Regions from separate parts of the Zea mays genome. Here region 2 is linked to region 1. Evidence: chromatin contacts called from public Hi-C data. All regions are on one chromosome and are shown on one strand. Each heading gives the region's core, a stretch centred on a gene start, on an enhancer-like site or on the middle of the called end of the contact. The rest is flanking DNA. Distances are from core to core; before and after follow the strand shown. Region 1 holds the start of LOC100284133. Region 2 has its middle 30 kb from the start of LOC109939989.

Region 1 (2,739 bases), core at 179-2,678:
TTCTTGCGGCGCATCTCCAGCACCTTGCGGTGGGAGTTGGAGTGTATGCTGCTCACGAAGGTGGGGCTGCAAGCCGGACGGTACTCCGGGAGCAGCCGCCCGGACTTGTAACGGACCCCGCACGCGTTGCACAGCGTCTTGGCGCCCTCGGGGCCCGCGCGCCACTGCGGCGTCTTCTGCACGCCGCAATGGCTGCAGCGCCGGTCGCCCTGGGCCGGCGCGTAGGCGGCGCCGCCCGAGAACTGGGGCGGCTTGGGGTGGTGCTTCGGCTTGCGGCCGCGCTTCTTGGGCTTGCCGCTCTTGCCATGCTTCCCGTGCTTGGACTTCTTCTTGGGCCGCGGCGTCTCGTCGAGGAGGTGCGAGGACAGGACGAGGGACGGGTCCGCCGGAAGGAGTAACAGCGGCGAGAAAGAGGCGGACGAGGAGCAGGACGACGTGGTGGCCGTGGAAGACGACGATGTCGACTCCGACAGGGGCGCTCCGCCGGACAGCGACCACACGGAGCCACGCGAGCGCTTGCTGCGCTTCGCCCTCATCACCGGCACTAGCGCCTCCGTCGACAGCGCGCATATGGTCGTGGTCGGGCTCCGCATAGGGCCTGCCACTGCGCCTTCCAGCGGCCGCCGCGCAGCTCCCAACGGCGCCGCGGGTAGCTTCGGTGGCGGCGGGAGCTCGGCGAGCGAGTCGTCCATGATACGGGACACCCACTCCAGCTCCTCGGCGTCATGGGCCTGCACACGCACCGAAACCTCAACAACCAAGGCGCGGAAATGGAACCTTGTGTGTAGAGAGGGTGGGGAGGGAAAAAGAAAGAAAAAAGCCGCCTTGCCGGCGAAGGACGCGGTCAAAATTGGTCTTGCTCTTACCGGCAACGGGAGGTCAATCATCGGGTGCGGAACCGGGAGCGTCATGAGCTCGTAGGACAGCACCGACGACCCGTGGGAGTCACTGGACACCTTGTCCTCTTCCTGCACAGACTCCGCCGCCGGCACCGTGTCGCCCAGCTCGGCGCAGTCCTTGTCAACTTCGCAGAGGTCCTCGAGGTCCAGCAAGTCCTCCACGGAGAACTCATCGGCAAAGGCGGCGATGCCCATGTCCGCGCCTCTGCACCACGCCTGCCCGGCCCCGACCTCCTCGGCGGCCTCGCACGGCCTGAGGCTACTCCTCAGGGCCAGGGCGGACATCTTGACCTTGCCCTCCCTGTCCAGCTGGAACCGCGCACACAGGAACCGGATGAGAACCAAAACTCTCGTGAGTCTCCAAGAGCAGCAAAAAAAAAAGAGAGAAAAAATCGCACGCGTCTGAGTATGAGCCTTACCGGCGAACCGTGGTGGTGCACGACGAAGGACGCCATGGAGGGAGCGGCTGCAGGGGAGGGGGGGCAGGACCGCAGGAGGGAGACGAGGAACGGGTGAAAAGGAGAGGCAAGGAGGCGTGGAGGGAGTGGGAGGCAGGGGAAAAGGCAGCGGCGGCAACGACAGCGTGGGTGCAAGCGATGAGCGTCTGGTGGGTCATTGAATGGCTGCCAAAGTCCGTGCGTGCAACAAATGCACTGTGGATTTCCCCAGCGATAAGCAGTTGGATTGCCCGACTCTTGTTAGCCATTGTAATTACTGCTATAGGGGTCGCGCACGGACTTTGGCAGTCGTGTACTTATTTAGTACACCCTACGGCGCATGGGCTCACCGTCATGTAGCTCAAAGCGGGTGTCAGGATTCGAACACGACTGGATGGCTAGAAACTGACATTGGTAACCAGTTGAGAGAAAGAGCAGCATCGACGAGTAAATTGTGTATACGCGTTCCACCTCGGATGGTATGCTAAGTAGACGTAAGATCTAGTGGCTTGCGCTATCTACACTTTGTTGCTCGATGCTCATAGTATGAGTTACAAGTGATTAGGAGAGGAAAGAGTTCTCAAGTCCCTATGCGTTATTGATTCTAAAGGACTACATATCAATTTTCGCTGCCTAGCTAAGTCGATCGAGTATCGCTGCTCCGTCTCCTCCTCCTTCGTTGGGGCAACCCTCCCCTTTTTGTAGACTAAGTGTTCTACCCTTGGTACAAACTTGTCCACCGATATTCGCACTCATCCTCTGAGCTCATTGGTATTTGCCCTCTTTCTCTTAGCTCTTTGGCTAGGCTGTTTAAGTAGGGTAGGATGATGTGCGTGGACGACGAGGGATCCAGGTGTCATCATTACTCCTCCTGTGACACCTTAATCTTTGGCCTTCGTAGCTTGAGCTTCGTCGGTCCCTCGTTGTATTGTAGGTTTTGTAGAAGACTCAGGTCTAAGCTCGGTAAGCTATAAGTGAGCCAAAGGTCTACGATTTCATAGGTCATAAGTGTATGAAGGACCGACCCACTATCATGGCTCGGCTCCAAGTGTATTAAATGCGGCCAGTTATTTATGATGGGATAGTTTTCGGGCCAGATGCGAAATCCACTCGAGTGGCTTACTCTTGGTTCGCTGGACTCTCGGGCTAGATATCTCGAGGTTATTCAGAAAGGCGTCCTTCTAAAACGGACTCTTTCTTCGTCCAATCTCTGACTCGTAGGCCCAAAAGCCTGGAAATCTGATCCCCGGTAATGACATAGATCTAATAATACTACGAGCTATTCCTAAAAAATAACGCTGTTAAAAAATTATCTTAATAGCTAGCTAGCTGTCGTTATTGGGTGTTGCGGAGCGTTGCATCTACTGTTCGGAAAGTGTGGTTTCTCGGTGAAAATCCCGTTA
Region 2 (2,739 bases), core at 167-2,666, 73 kb before region 1:
GGGTGAGCGTGACCTCAGAAGTCACAGGCGAGCATGACCTCGGCCGCCACAGGCAAGCACGCCTTCGTCGCTGCGGGTGAGCGCGACCTCAGTTGTTGTAGGCGAGCTCGACTCGATCGCCATGGACGAGCACAACCTCGGTCGAGGATCCATCTGGAGAAAGAAGACAAAGCTGATGGGGGGAGGTTCACTTATTACCGAGAGGAGCTGGCAATTTTTTAAAAGTCAAAAATGTTGAGCTAAATGGCTTTTGGCTTTCTACCATCCCATAACCTCGAGCTAATTTTAGACAGCCCACAATCTGAGTCAAGCACATCCTAAACACAAATAGTTTGTCACCCACACGCAGAATACCACTGTTAGCAGTGTACCATGCAACACCATAGAAAACCGAATACAAAAGCGGTTAGGACAAAATGTCATCATCTCTACTTGTGCCATAGTCATCTACGATGTCTTGCACCAAGCTATCTTTTTCTAGGAAAACATGAGGGAAGGGTCTCATACTAGATTTTATTGAAAAAATAGAGTATTAGGAAAAAATTGGTGGAAACTAATTCTGATAATATGGTTAGAAAAAATATAGATGATGAGATATATATGACAAAATTTTGGCTTTCTATTGGCTCATAACCCCGGGCCGCTTTTCGATAGTCCACAACTAAGTCAAGCACATCCTAAACATCACTAGTTTGTCACCCCACACGCACAATACCACTATCACCATTGCACCATGCGACACCATAGAAAACGGAATACAAAAGTGGTTAGGACAAAATGTCATCATTTCTGCTTGCGTCGTAATCATCTACGATGTCTTACCAAGCTAGCTTTTTTAGGTAAACATGAGGGAAGGGTCTCCTACTAGATTTTATTGAAAAAAATAGAGAAGTAAGCAAAAAAATTGTGAAAAGTAATTCTAATAATATGGGTAGGAAAAATATAGAGGATAAAATTTAGAGAATATTGTTTGAGATGGTGAAGGTATAGAGAACAAAATCTTTTAGAGTGTATTATAAATAATGAACAATATTCCTTTATGAGATTAAATTTAGACCACGTAATAAGACCAGAAGGTTTTATTACGGACGGAAGGGCCTGAGATAAGGTTACTGGAAGCTCTCCACCTCTTGTGTTCAAGGATAAAAGCGCCAACGCGTGGCCTCAACAAAGTTACAAATTACAAAATTGAATCCAAACTAAAAGCTCTCCGCCTCTTGTGAGCGCCAACGCGTGGCCTCTACAAAGTTAAAAAACTGACTCCAAACTGAAAGCTCTCCGCCTCTTGTCTTCCTGAATAAAAGCGCCAACGCGTGGGCTTAAATCATTTGGATTGGGATCGTATTCAGCGTACGGTCTTCTTTTGAGTGGGTCGAATCATTGGCCCAATCACGTGAATTGGCCTGGAAGTTTACCCACCCAAACAAGGCACTAGATGGGTTTCGCTGTTCATGCACAAACATTCTCTTCGTAGTCCATGGGAGTAGGGGTGGGCATTTTAAAACCGAACTCGAATCTGAATAGAACCCAAATAGACTCGGTCTATTCGGCTTTTCGGGTTCGGTTCCTATATGTGCTATATTACGGGGTATAAGTTCGGGTTCGGTTCCTAACCTTTAAAACCCAAATAGACCTAATAACCCAAAATATAAAAAAGCTCTTAATATATGATGATATTATTATATGATTAATAAACTCATTAGCTAGAAATAATGATTTCATCTTAATGATAGTATATATATCTTTGTATGCTAATTTTTATAGTCACTTGTTGTATTAATAGTACTTTCAATTAATTATTCATTGTATATGTTTTAACAAAATATACTAGTTTCTCTACAATTTGGGTCTATTCGGTGGACCGAATAGACCGAACCAAAATTGTGAATCTATTCGGGTTCGGTTCCTAAAATATTTTTAAAAATTTCAGTTCTTATTTTTTAGAACCCGAAATTTCACAAACCCGAATAAACCGAACCAAATTACCCTAATAGACCGAATGTCTAGCCCTACATGGGAGAAAAGTTCACTAAAAAGTGTCAAGTTTGAGCAAATAGCATACTTGTTCCGGACCACTCGCGGATGAAGAATGGTCCTACGTAACAAAATGGGGAGAAAAGACCGAAGGGGCCATTTAGTTAGACGGTTATTAGAAGAAGAAAAAAAAGAAGAGAGCGAAGGGACCTCGGCAGTCGGCACCTCACCTCGCTGTCCAGGCTCTGATTCCAGCTCAGCTCGAACTAGTAGTATAGTAGCTTTCACGCTAGAAAACGAGCAATGGCGCGGCGGCTTGATCGGTCGGTATCGTGACCCATAATTTCAAGACGGAAGGGGACAGCTTCCGATCGTATCCCGATGGCTCAAGAATCAACAATCTTCACGCAACATATACCCGTGCGGAAACTATAATGCGCAGTACGCACTACGCAGTCGACTCCACTGCATTCTGCAACATATATAGAAGTTGTTGTAATTTTCTACTCCTTGGTCCTTACATACCAGCGTATTCCATGTTCCAAAAACCTGCGCTTTTAGCTAGCTATTCCCTGTCAAATGCTGGCCATTTTCAACCGGACAGCTTCAGTTTTCAAATCAAAATAGGGTAAACTAGGCATGTGCTGTTTCCCAGAAGCCGGTGCGACATTAGAACAAGTTGAAGAAGGATTAGTAGGCCTCCTGCTCCTGCAGGTTTCTGATAATTCTTCAGCATCAGCCCAAGCTAGGTGCCTGCAGGCTGCT

Evidence for each region. Hi-C and Micro-C count contacts between places; a contact is called where the count stands out from the background.
Region 2: a Hi-C map of leaf shows a contact between it and region 1, with 9 times the contacts expected there. The contact joins the enhancer-like site here to the promoter of LOC100284133 in region 1. A contact is called at or near these places in 3 of 25 Hi-C or Micro-C datasets (ear, leaf and tassel).

Annotation. Positions count from the first base shown.
Region 1 is chr5:194,076,946-194,079,684 of Zm-B73-REFERENCE-NAM-5.0, reverse strand. It overlaps LOC100284133, which reads right to left and starts at 1,428. Exons shown (of 3, transcript NM_001370580.1): 1 at 1,319-1,428; 2 at 867-1,208; 3 at 1-731. The coding sequence starts at 1,354.
Region 2 is chr5:194,149,493-194,152,231 of Zm-B73-REFERENCE-NAM-5.0, reverse strand. No RefSeq gene overlaps it. Among protein-coding and RNA genes, the nearest start is that of LOC109939989, 30 kb to the left of the region's middle. Within about 2 kb of position 1,416, at least 19 of the 20 cell types and tissues checked have an H3K27ac peak or open chromatin away from gene starts, as enhancers often do. A contact at or near this core is called in ear, leaf and tassel, where this site is marked.